2 separate regions of the Mus musculus genome follow, and region 2 is linked to region 1. A link is a contact called in public promoter capture Hi-C data. All regions are on one chromosome and are shown on one strand. The core of a region is the stretch at or near the end of the contact, and the rest is flanking DNA. Distances in the headings are between cores, read along the strand shown. Region 1 holds the start of Cib4 (calcium and integrin binding family member 4). Region 2 has its middle 18 kb from the start of Mir5625.

Region 1 (5,100 bases), core at 880-3,379:
TTCCTCTATGTAAAAAACTGAGTTCCGTGTGACTCAGTGCGAGAGTCCTTGGCTAGCACATATGAAACCCTAGCTTTTGTTGCCAGTGTAGAAAAAAAAGTAAATAAGTAGTATTTTTAAAAGGAAAGGTAGCAAAACGTCAATACTGTTCCTGGTCTCCATAGCTCTTTGTCATGTAGCTACCCTATTGTGCCTGGAGAGTCTAATGTTTGTGATGTTTGGGGGTGGTCAGCTCATAGAGAGCCAATGAGGACAAGGGGTGGGGTGTGTGTGTGTGTGTGTGTGTGTGTGTGTGTGTATCCAGGACAGTGTCTAAATGGTCTCCTCATTCCCATCTTCACTGCCTTCCTCCAGAAGTGTCCTGGAACGCGCATTTATACACCACACAATTTTGTTGAGTACCTGGCTACAGGTACATCTACCCTGGTCATCCCATTCCATGCCCTACAAAGCCATTTGTCACGACTCCATTCTGGATGAATAGGACTTTGGCCAAGAGGTTTCCCACAAGGCAGAATCCTACTTGAGAGCACATTCTCTGCCCCCATTGTGTCTGATACAGAATGAGCCCTGGAAGGAAGCTTTGGAGGTGGGGTCAGGAAGAGATGGGACAGGTAGCCAAATGAGCATGCATGATGCTTCCAGCTTCACTGGACCAGTGAGTGGCCCCAGTAGGCTCAGCCTACACAGTCTAAGCATTTCTTCATTTTCCTCACTGCCCCAAGAAGTCCCAACATCTACGAAGATCCTCTGCCTCGGGTGGTAGTAGCAGCACTGTGGCCTGAGTCTGTTATCTCCTCCTGCTCCAGTGGACTCTCATGACTTCTGTCCATCCCAGATGTTGCTTAGGGGCTGTCTGTGTGGTTCTGAGAAGGGATTACACCCCAGGGCCAGAGTGAAACCATAATAGGAAAGACTCCAGCTTGGGAAAAGGGAAGAGGACCAGGGTCTTTACTCACCACAGAATCTCATTTCTTGTCAGGAAGGTCAGAGCCTGCAACAAATCAGAGAGGAGACTGACACTTGATCCAGTCCTACCCCACACCCCCAGCCCCTGTAAGAGCATGAAGCCTCAGAGAGGAAAGGGGTGCTCTCTCACTGTACTGTTGAAGAAGTGATGACAGCGAAGCCCTCAGGACCAGGCCTATGGTGACAGCAAAGGGCAGGATGACGCCCTTACTCTCCCAGCCATGTCATGGGGAAAAAGGCAAAGTAGCCCGGACTGGCAGAGTTGATCTGAGCCAAAGCCAAAACCCCGGGCTCTGGGGCAGGAGATACAGGGTGAGGAGGTTTAAATATTGGTCTGAATCATATGGATACAAGTATAGCAGAGTCAAGAGACATCACTGCCAGCCTGGACTAAGAGACGCCCTAAGGGGATCTCCTACACTCCAGACATAATCTTGCTTACCACCATTGTGAAGAGGTAATCCAATTTCGCCATGGTAATCTGGATCTATCACCCCTCCTAACACTGTTATTCCTTTTTTAGCCTGTTGGTTTAAGGGCATTAGAAGCCCAAAATGACCAGGGGGAAGTCTGAGCTTCCAGTTCAATGGAATGTTTGTTGTAGCTCCTGGTAGGAGCACTCCCCTCTCTGGAGCCAAAACTTCTAGGCCAGCAGAACCCAGAGTTATGGGGACAGGAAGCAAAAATTTTCCTAGAGGGTCACTAGGAGTGATAGTAAGTGGAACTATTCCTTTTTCCACCCCTTGATTCCTGGACCCATGAATCCTGGCTATGGGTGAAACTGTACCATATATCGAGCGCTGATTCAAAGCATATACTGCCTTCTGAAGAACTCTACCCCAGCCTTCCAAGCTGTTACCACCTAATTGGCGCTGTAACTGCGTCTTCAAAAGGCCATTCCATCTTTCTATCAGACCAGCTGCTTCAGGATGATGGGGAATGTGGTAAGACCAGTGAATTCCATGATCAGGCAAGAGCTCCTCTACTCTCTATCCCTCCTGCCCTGGGAAGTGCCTAGTTCTGTCCTGGATCTGTGACCTGACTACCCACCTGGTACTCTTCCAGGTCCTCCCACTGCATCTGGTACCTTAAACACTGCCCCATGCTAAACCAGCCTCCTCCTGCCAGCAGTAGAACTTCTGCCCCAAGGGCTCAGCAGCTGGTGTAGTACTGTGATTCTGTTACCATGGTGACCAGCATTCCACCTTCTGCCCCTGAGTTGGCAAACAGGTTCTTTTGATGCCCTGGCTAAGAACCCTCACCTCCAAAACAACAAACAGAAAGGCAGGCCAAAAGCAGCCTTGAGATGTTGACTCAGGGAGTCACGATGCCTGGGATGGAATCCCAGATCTGCCACGTGCTTACTGTGTGACCTGGAGCAAGCTACACAACCTCTGTGGTGCTTTTTGCTCTTACCCCTTCAAGGGGATGAAAGTCTCAGCATCATTGCCGGGATCCACTGAGTCGATGCAGGTGATGTTTATTACTGACACATAGAATGTGCTCACTAAGTTTTAGAGCCAGATCTTGAGTACTGTGCAGAGTGTGAGCTACAGAGATGGAGAAACATAGACCCCGACTTCAGTAGATGGCCTACAGGGTACAGAAGGGTACTTTATGCCATCAGTCTGAGTCCCTGTAGGGACAGAAGGTGCATTCAAATTTGGACCAGATGAAGGGACTCTGCACAAAGGTGAGCTCAAAGACAGAAAACTACCAAGATGAGGCAGAAGTCAGAGCTCCTAACCACAGAGCTGCTCTGGTTCTGGCTGAGGGCACATGGACCAAGCACCCCTGCATTACACTCTGACTTTCCAGGGCACAGAAAGCAGGGCTGAATGGGAGAGACTTTGGATCAGTAAACAGACACAAACAATGCTGCCACTGAGGCTGATGCTCTGGGAATCCCCCGAAGTTCTCTCTCTGCCCTCCTCCAGGGCCTTCTTCCTACCATCATGGTACACATGAGAGTCTCTTCAGCCTAGAGCGTATCTGGTCACAGACTGCCCTGGGAGGAGGCTGGGACTCTGAGGTGGTGAATTCTCTAGAAATGAAGCTGCCCCTGTTTCCTGTCTTCCCTGCACAAAAGTAGAGACTGGCAGATGAAAGATGGACCATCATCCCTTCAACTACTGAACAGGTATCAAAGCTAAGCATTTTACCTGACCCTGGCGAGACACAGCTCTTAGAGTCAGAACATGTGCACACATCCCTGGAGTTGTACACCATGTACACACATCCCTGGAGTTGGAAACTGATGTTACCAGAGGTTAACAGTGTGGAGACATGCATATACAGAGACTTCTAAACAAGAAGACAGGCACATCAACCCCTTAATACTGTAATACCTATGAAGTTCAGGCTTGAAAACTGTGCTGTCAAGTTGAGGGGAAGGGACCCTTAATGTTTCAAGTAATGCCACATTCATAGTTACCTTAGCATGCATGTAGCCTTTGAACTGTAGGCCATACTTACCTGATTGTATACAGTGACACTTAATAGCTACTATATGTGGTGGTCAGAAACCTGAACTTTGACATATTAAAGGTCGGATTTCATCACTTTAATCAAATCATAAAAATTACTGTTAGCCTCAGTTCCCATCTCTGAAGTGGGAGTGAGAATTCCCTGTTTTCTAAAATTGCAAGGAGAAAAAAATGACAAATGTGTAGCTTTTGTTGTTATTTTTAAAATCAAGACGCCTGGTATAAAACCGGGGAGAGAGAGAGAGAGAGAGAGAGAGAGAGAGAGAGAGAGAGAGAGAGAGAAGACAACAATAGTTTAAAAGTTGAACCTGAAAGTGAAGGCCTTCAGCAAGTAGGCAGTCACTGAACCCCATCCAAACGTGACCCCTTCTCTGCATCTGCCAAAAGCCGGGTTGGTTCATATTCACAGCAGTCAATGGCATTCTTGCTCCCTTACTCTGGTCACAGAATTGGTGAGTTTAAGGGGTGCTCTGGGACTAACCAAGTTGTAGGTCTGGATCTCTCAGGGAAGCCAGGGATCTTTAAGACCATACCCTGGCAGGCTATATCCTTCTCCATCCAGTCTTTTTCAGACATCCTGATTACACAAGGTAAGATAACTTGGCACCAGCCTGTTGTGTCTTTACACCCTGCTGACCCTTGCTAACAAGAGAGCAACAAAAGCAAAAGAGAGAACTGCCCAGCAACCCAAAGCTCTCAGCTCCTCATGCACCTATAAGCGCTTGACAAGGAGACTGGTAAAGAACAGAGATGAACCTTGCCCTTGACACCCTACCCAGACACTCCAGGAATGGAAACCCACAGCCCCCGGGAAGCTACAGTGCAATAAGAGTCGGATAACAAGGACCAGGCTGGAGGCCAACCCTGGAGCTGCTGGATACCCTAAGGCCTCCAAAGAAGGGCCATTAGAACAGACACCCAAGTGACAGTGCTGAGCCAGGCTGAGAAGATGGGACAATGTTCCAGGCCCAGGAGGCAATGGAATCTAGCCAGAACTGCAGAGCACTGCACGCATTCTCACACTCGTTTATAGGGTACCTTCCCTTCTGAAAATGATGCATGTTTGTCATTTATGACTGCGATATAAAGATGACTTTATAAACATAGCTCTATTAATGAAAACAAATAGGAGCCCTTTTAAAGAAAAATATTAAGTGAATAATTTTACAGGTGGTAGAGGAATGCACCAGAAATTACAAGGTGCTTCGTGTGCTCATGTGTGTGCTCTCTCTCTGTCTCTGTGTCTCTCTGTCTCTGTGTCTCTCTGTCTCTGTCTCTCTCTTTCTCTCTCTGTCTCTGTCTCTCTCTCTGTCTCTCTCTCTGTCTCTCTCTCTCTCTCTCTCTCTCTCACACACACACACACACACACACACACAAAGCCGGGGTATGCCAGCCCTGCTTACCCTCCTGCCTCCTTCAGGGTTCACCCTCCCCCCTCATCTGTCCCTAGCCCCCACCCAAAGCCCTGTGACTTCATCCTAGACAGGCCTTTTATTGGTTCTCACCAATAACAATAGTAGCAATAAGAATGTCACCTTGCATTTGCATATCCCTTTACAATTCCAAATGCTTTTATATGTACCATCTCATTTGCCCGAGGAATAAAAGACCATTAAAAAAAAAAAAAAAGGCAAAGAAAAGAATG
Region 2 (5,504 bases), core at 60-2,559, 83 kb after region 1:
GTCATCCTGGGCTACATAGCAAGTTCAAGGTCATCCTGGGTTACATAAAGTTCTCAATAAATGAATGAATTAATAAACAAACAGGTAAATATAAACTTTAATAATTGGTAAGTCATCTGTAACTGGCAGCTCTAACAACATGAAATACACACTAGCAAAGCTCATTATGTACCAAAAAAAAAAAAGGTTCAGAGCAGCCAGCCCACTGGTCTAACAGCAGGCAGGGAGTTGATAGCAAAGCTGAACATGGAACCAGGGCTAATGTTGGTGGATGAAGCTCGTGCCCTCACTCATCATATTGCTCACTGCCTGGCAGTGGTCACTGTCATTAGAAAAGGTCTGGCCATTGAAGAGTATGAGACCAAGGCTCCCTCTCCTCCACAGCCTAACAAGCCCAGCCTTGGGTGGACTCAGTGTCCCCCTGTGGCTGAAGCAACTGCCCTCCAGCTTCTCCCCCCACCCTTGCCAAAGGACATCGAGAAATAGACGTATGTGAAGCAGGTGCCCAGATCGGAGGACCAGCGCCCACCTTTCAGAGAAAAGGAACTGGATTCACAGAAAAGAAATGATAGATCCAAGCTCATGAAACAAGATACTGGCACAGCCAGGGTTAGTAGCCACAGAACCTGGCTTGTCAACATGTACACACCCAATTCACACACACACACACACACACACACACACACACACACACACACACACACATACATATTCAGACACACAGACTCTCATGCACATACACACAAGAGTGTGTAATTCACACACACATATTCAGACACATAGACTCACATGCACACATGCACACAAGAGCATGCACAAGCTCAGAACCCTGGCCCCTCTGCTCTGACTTTGGAGGAAAGTTCTAATCCTGGAGTTGAGTCACTTTTATGCTGGAAATTTACATCACATCTGGACAAACTAGAAGACTCACATCCCCTTGTCTCCCAGCTGCATAGAGGACTCATAGATGGGATTCTGATGGTACTGGTCTCTTTGATCCCCTCTAGTCAGTGATGCACACACCTGGAGAGTCTACATCAACAGCATTTGACCACAAGGACAACACTGTAAGTTAGGCAAGAATTGACACCCTCATCAGAAAGATAAAGGTCTTGCCTTGTGACCAAGGTCACAGAACTCAGTATCAGAGGCACTGAGCAGAGCCTAAAGTGTCTCCTTAGTGGCTGCTGTGCTGGGCCAGAACAGCAGTCAGGTCCTAAGGGATCTGAGACAGCCAGTGCCCTGTTGTTTACAGCTTTCTGGTGGCTGGACAAGGTCCCAAGCTTAAGGAGGATCCAGGTGGACACAGTTCCAAGAATTCATTGGCAAATAGGGACAGAGTGTAAGGGACTCTTCACGTACTTCACCCTGTCCGTGAAATGTCCAGCCAACAATCTCTGCCCTCAGCAGGAGGGAACAAAAATCACACCTCTGACCCTACATTCATTGGCCACCTCTACACGTCTTCATCTACCACAGTTCTTGCTCCCAGGAATAGGGTACCTGTACACAGGCCATACACAGTCATGGAATGCTGTGATCTCATTCCGGGATCAGACTGAAGTCCCAGAAGTCCTGAGATTTGAACTCTCCAACATCAGGGCTGAGAGACTTTGGGCCAATAGACTGTGAGGATCCAACCCTGGAGAGCAGAACTGTCCCAGGGTAGAGAGTCTGCCAGGCCCTCTGGCCTCGCTCTGGGCTTTACCCACTCTTTAAGTGAAGAGTTCTGCCTTGCCTTAATTTGAGGAACAACAAAGCTTTAGGCATTTACCTGCTGGGGGCCCTGTGTAAAGATGTCTTCTGGCCCTTCTCAAAGATGGAAGAGGATGTGCCTTCTAGGACCTGGGACTGAGCTCAGCCCTCCCATGAACCACAACCTTGCTGCTTAGCCCTTCCCAAGCAAGAATCTGCTGAACAGCCCAGCCCACAGGACCCCATGCTCTGAGTGACTCCATCTCCCACTATGTGTTAACTCTAAGGACCATCATGTCTTCCTTCCACTGAGACAACAGCTGTGTTTTGAGGCTGTCACTGGACAGCAGATGCTTTCATCCAAACAAGTCAAAGTGGCTCTCCACAGGGACAGGAACCTCCAGGCTTTCTTGGGTCAAATACCCAGTTGTTTCTTTCCCTTTCCTGTAAGTATACACCTGGATGCCCCCATCAGCCTGACCCCTTTCTCAAGGACAGCTTTCTTGTTTCTCCTACCCAGGAGCTTGCTGTGCCACACAGACACTCATCCCCTCTTCTGCTTTGAAAGCCATTCCCATTAGGAACACAAGGCAAACATTCAGATGCTGCCTCCACTGACTTCACGGCCCACCAAGAGCTCATCATGAGGGTCATTGTGGCAGACTCAGTGGACTACCGAAGCAAGAGCCATTTCTGCAACCTTCTGCCTGATGACAGACTGCTGACATCTCTCAGAGGCTCCTCCTTCCCTGAACCCAGGCCCCTGCAGGGATTCAGCTGATCCCAGTGACCTCAACATTAGGTCCTGTCTCAGTTTGGGGCTCTTCAGGGATGGCTTCAGTGGGACTACTGGGAAAGGCCTTTTTCCTATAAGAAGGCATCAGAGGAATAGAAATATGCCCTATACTTTGACTAGACAGATCTGTGTACCCTTCAGAACTGTGGCAGCCATCTTGTGACCTTTAGGGAAACACTAGATTCAATGTCGATGGTAGGGAGAAAAAAGCAAAGGGCTTTGCTGGGCTACTGAGAAATACCAGGATCCCTAACTAGAGGAGCTCCTGTCATGGGAAATGGAAGGTGATGGACCCAAATGCATTGTGCTACTATTGAAAACCCCATGGCCCTTCTGTAATAGGATACTGCACAGTCTATGCCTGGAGGACCACAAGGAGGAAGAAACAGGGCTGCTAGGTGGTTTGTTCATCTTCCCTTCAGGGCTTAACACTAGCCTGGTTTGTACCTCTTGTTCCTGTCTTTTGAAGGACATAGAGGGCCAGTCACAAAGATTTGTGTTTTTCTTTGGTGTAGAGAGGTCCCTCATCCAGTCTAGCTCAGTTGGAAACTTCCATCAAATCCACTGAGCACTGGTATTTTCCCTGCTCCCAGGACAGACCAAGCCTCAGGCTCGGGTAAGGAACTTAGACATGGAAGCGATGCGTTCTCCTCCGCCCCCTCCTTCTATTTCTGGCTGTTCCACAGTCAGCTGGGAAGAACGACAAAAGAGACAGTAGAACCCTCTCTGAGGCCAGGACGCAGGTGCTGGCACCCACTGGGGTCCAGAGTCCTCTCAGGAGCCTCTCCCAGCCCTTTACACAGAAAGGCAAGCTGATTTTTCCACAATGCTTGCCCCTTGAGAGCCCTGTAGCCTCCTCTTGTCCCCAAACCAGCCCTCTGCTATCTTCCATCATCCAGTCAACACACAGGACACTCAAGCATGCTGACCATGCCAAACAGTGCCCCATGAGACCCTGCCAGTTCTGCCCCTGTCCTGTCCCTCCATCACAGGAACAAAAAAGCAGCAAGCCCTTCATCAAGGGTAACCCCCAGACAAGAGATGTCCTCTCCTTCTTTGGGGTATTTGAGTGAGTCCCGCTGCCCCATGTGACTGGGTTTCATGCCCAAGTTTCTACCTACAACTGCAGGCACCCTCCTTCTCCACCTTCCACCTTGCTAGTCATCCGGTCTGAGGAGAACAGAGAGCACCTTTTTGTCCTTGGCAGTGTGTTCTGGTGGAAGATTTGGGGGTAAGAGAAAATATTGGGGTGTGCTACACATCCTCTGGAGCAGGCCTCTTCTGGGCTTGAGCTATGGCTCCATTTTTATGTCAGTCTGAGATGGTCCAGTTCGACTATGCTGGCATCCCTGCCTCTCTGTAATGTTCCAGGGTCAGAGACTGGTCCTGCCACACACATTGATTCCTCCTGTCTCCCAGCTCCACATCTCCCCCTGATTTGATAATCTAGCCTTCGGGGCCATTATTCAAGCCTTTGATGAAAATATCAAAGAGGACAGGACCAGATAGCAGGCTCTTAATTCCAGATGACATTTATTCCAGCATGTTCTTTGTGAGCTGTTGCTGCCCCAGCTCCTCACCTCTTCCTTTTATGTATTCTCTAAAACAGTCTGTTTAATCGAAGCTGGCAGGAGGCAGGGGTTCCAGCGACGTTCGTTCGCCACTCCTTAGACCCTGGGATGTCACGACCTGGGCTGGGGACTTGAACTTCCTGATAATAGCAGGCTGAAATAGCAGGCATTAGTAAAGTGTTCACTGAGCATGCACAAAACCCCATTTGATCCCCAGCACACCATAATCCAAGTGTGACGGGCACACACCTGTAACCTAGCACTTGGAGGGTAGAGACAGGATGACCAGGAGTTTAACATCACAAAGTCACCCTCAGCAACCTAGAAAATTTGGGGCCAGCCTTGGCAACATAAGACCTGACTCAGAAAAAAGGAAAGAAGGAAAGAAGGAAAGAAAGAAAGGAAGGAAGGAAGGAAGGAAGGAAGGAAGGAAGGAAGGAAGAAAGAAAGAAAGAAAGAAAGAAAGAAAGAAAGAAAGAAAGAAAGAAAGAAAGAAAGAAAGAAAGAAAGAAAGAAAGAAAGAGGGAGGAGGGAGGGAGGGATGAACGAAGGGAGGGAGGGAGGGAGGGAGGGAGGGAGGAAGGAAGGGAGGGAGGAAGGAAGAAGAGAAAGAACATCATTAATAAGCTGGGCTGCTCAGTCCCCACCCCATCTGGACTCAGCTGCTTGCAGAAGCAACTTGTCCATCCTTGAGTAGGTCAAAGGACCTTTCTTGGAGCACTCAAGGTTGAAACTACCCCAGGAAACTTGATGTCTGTGAGTCTAGGAAGTGTGGGAAGCTGTATTCAGGAAGTGCTTGTGAAAGCTGGGCCATGGATGGGGAGGAAGCCTCCTTTCTCCCCTGCAGGAGGGAACATGACCAGCTATATTCAAAGGGGATGATGGAACAAGGTTACCTCCCTTCCCCAAGGTCACCTAACCAGTAAATATCAGAACCAGGTCTCCTGCCCAAGGCTGTATAGCTCTGAGGCATAATAGAAAGGCAGTAGAAACTAAGGGGACACGGGCAGGGAAAGGAGCCCCTCACCTCTAAGTCTGATTAAAGCCTCTCAGCTGCTGGTCAAGAGTTCTGGCACAGCGCTGGTGAGAAAGCTTAGAGGGCCTGATAACCTGAGTTTGATTCTGGCATCCCACAAGGTGACAAAAAAAAAAAAAAAAAAGAAAACCTGACTCCCACGAGTTGTCCTCTGACCTCCACATGTGTGCTGTGTAGCATGCATGCCCTTGCACTTACATACACATACAGAATAAATTTGTCAACATTTTCAAAGAGAATCCCATCACAACTAACACTTACTGTGAAGGTGGCCTACACAGAAACAATGTTCTTTTTATAGGGAGCTATTTCAAATGAGAATGTTTTAAAACATAGCCATGAGCCCTGCTTACCTCCTAAGTATATAGAACCTTTGAGTATGGCCTGTCTCCCTTCCCAGCAGCAA

The links. Promoter capture Hi-C pulls out the DNA fragments that hold promoters and counts their contacts.
Region 2: a promoter capture Hi-C map of liver shows a contact between it and region 1. The contact joins the enhancer-like site here to the promoter of Cib4 in region 1. A contact is called at or near these places in 21 of 39 promoter capture datasets (the 3T3-L1 cell line, 3T3-L1-derived adipocytes, the C10 cell line and 10 more), 1 of 15 datasets of contacts at CTCF or cohesin (the NIH/3T3 cell line), 10 of 484 Hi-C or Micro-C datasets (the 3T3-L1 cell line, the G1E-ER4 cell line, bone marrow-derived macrophages and 6 more), 3 of 115 datasets of contacts at active chromatin or transcription factors (all in embryonic stem cells) and 2 of 9 other capture datasets (adipose tissue and pancreatic islet).

What each region holds. Positions count from the first base shown.
Region 1 is chr5:30,543,707-30,548,806 of GRCm38.p6, forward strand. It overlaps Cib4 (calcium and integrin binding family member 4), which reads right to left and starts at 2,130. Exons shown (of 7, transcript NM_028483.1): 1 at 2,020-2,130; 2 at 960-994. The coding sequence starts at 2,073. It overlaps Gm40272 (a long non-coding RNA gene), which reads left to right and starts at 2,088. Exons shown (of 3, transcript XR_868323.3): 1 at 2,088-2,662.
Region 2 is chr5:30,627,427-30,632,930 of GRCm38.p6, forward strand. No RefSeq gene overlaps it. Among named protein-coding and RNA genes, the nearest start is that of Mir5625, 18 kb to the right of the region's middle. Within about 2 kb of position 1,310, at least 7 of the 459 cell types and tissues checked have an H3K27ac peak or open chromatin away from gene starts, as enhancers often do. A contact at or near this core is called in liver, where this site is marked.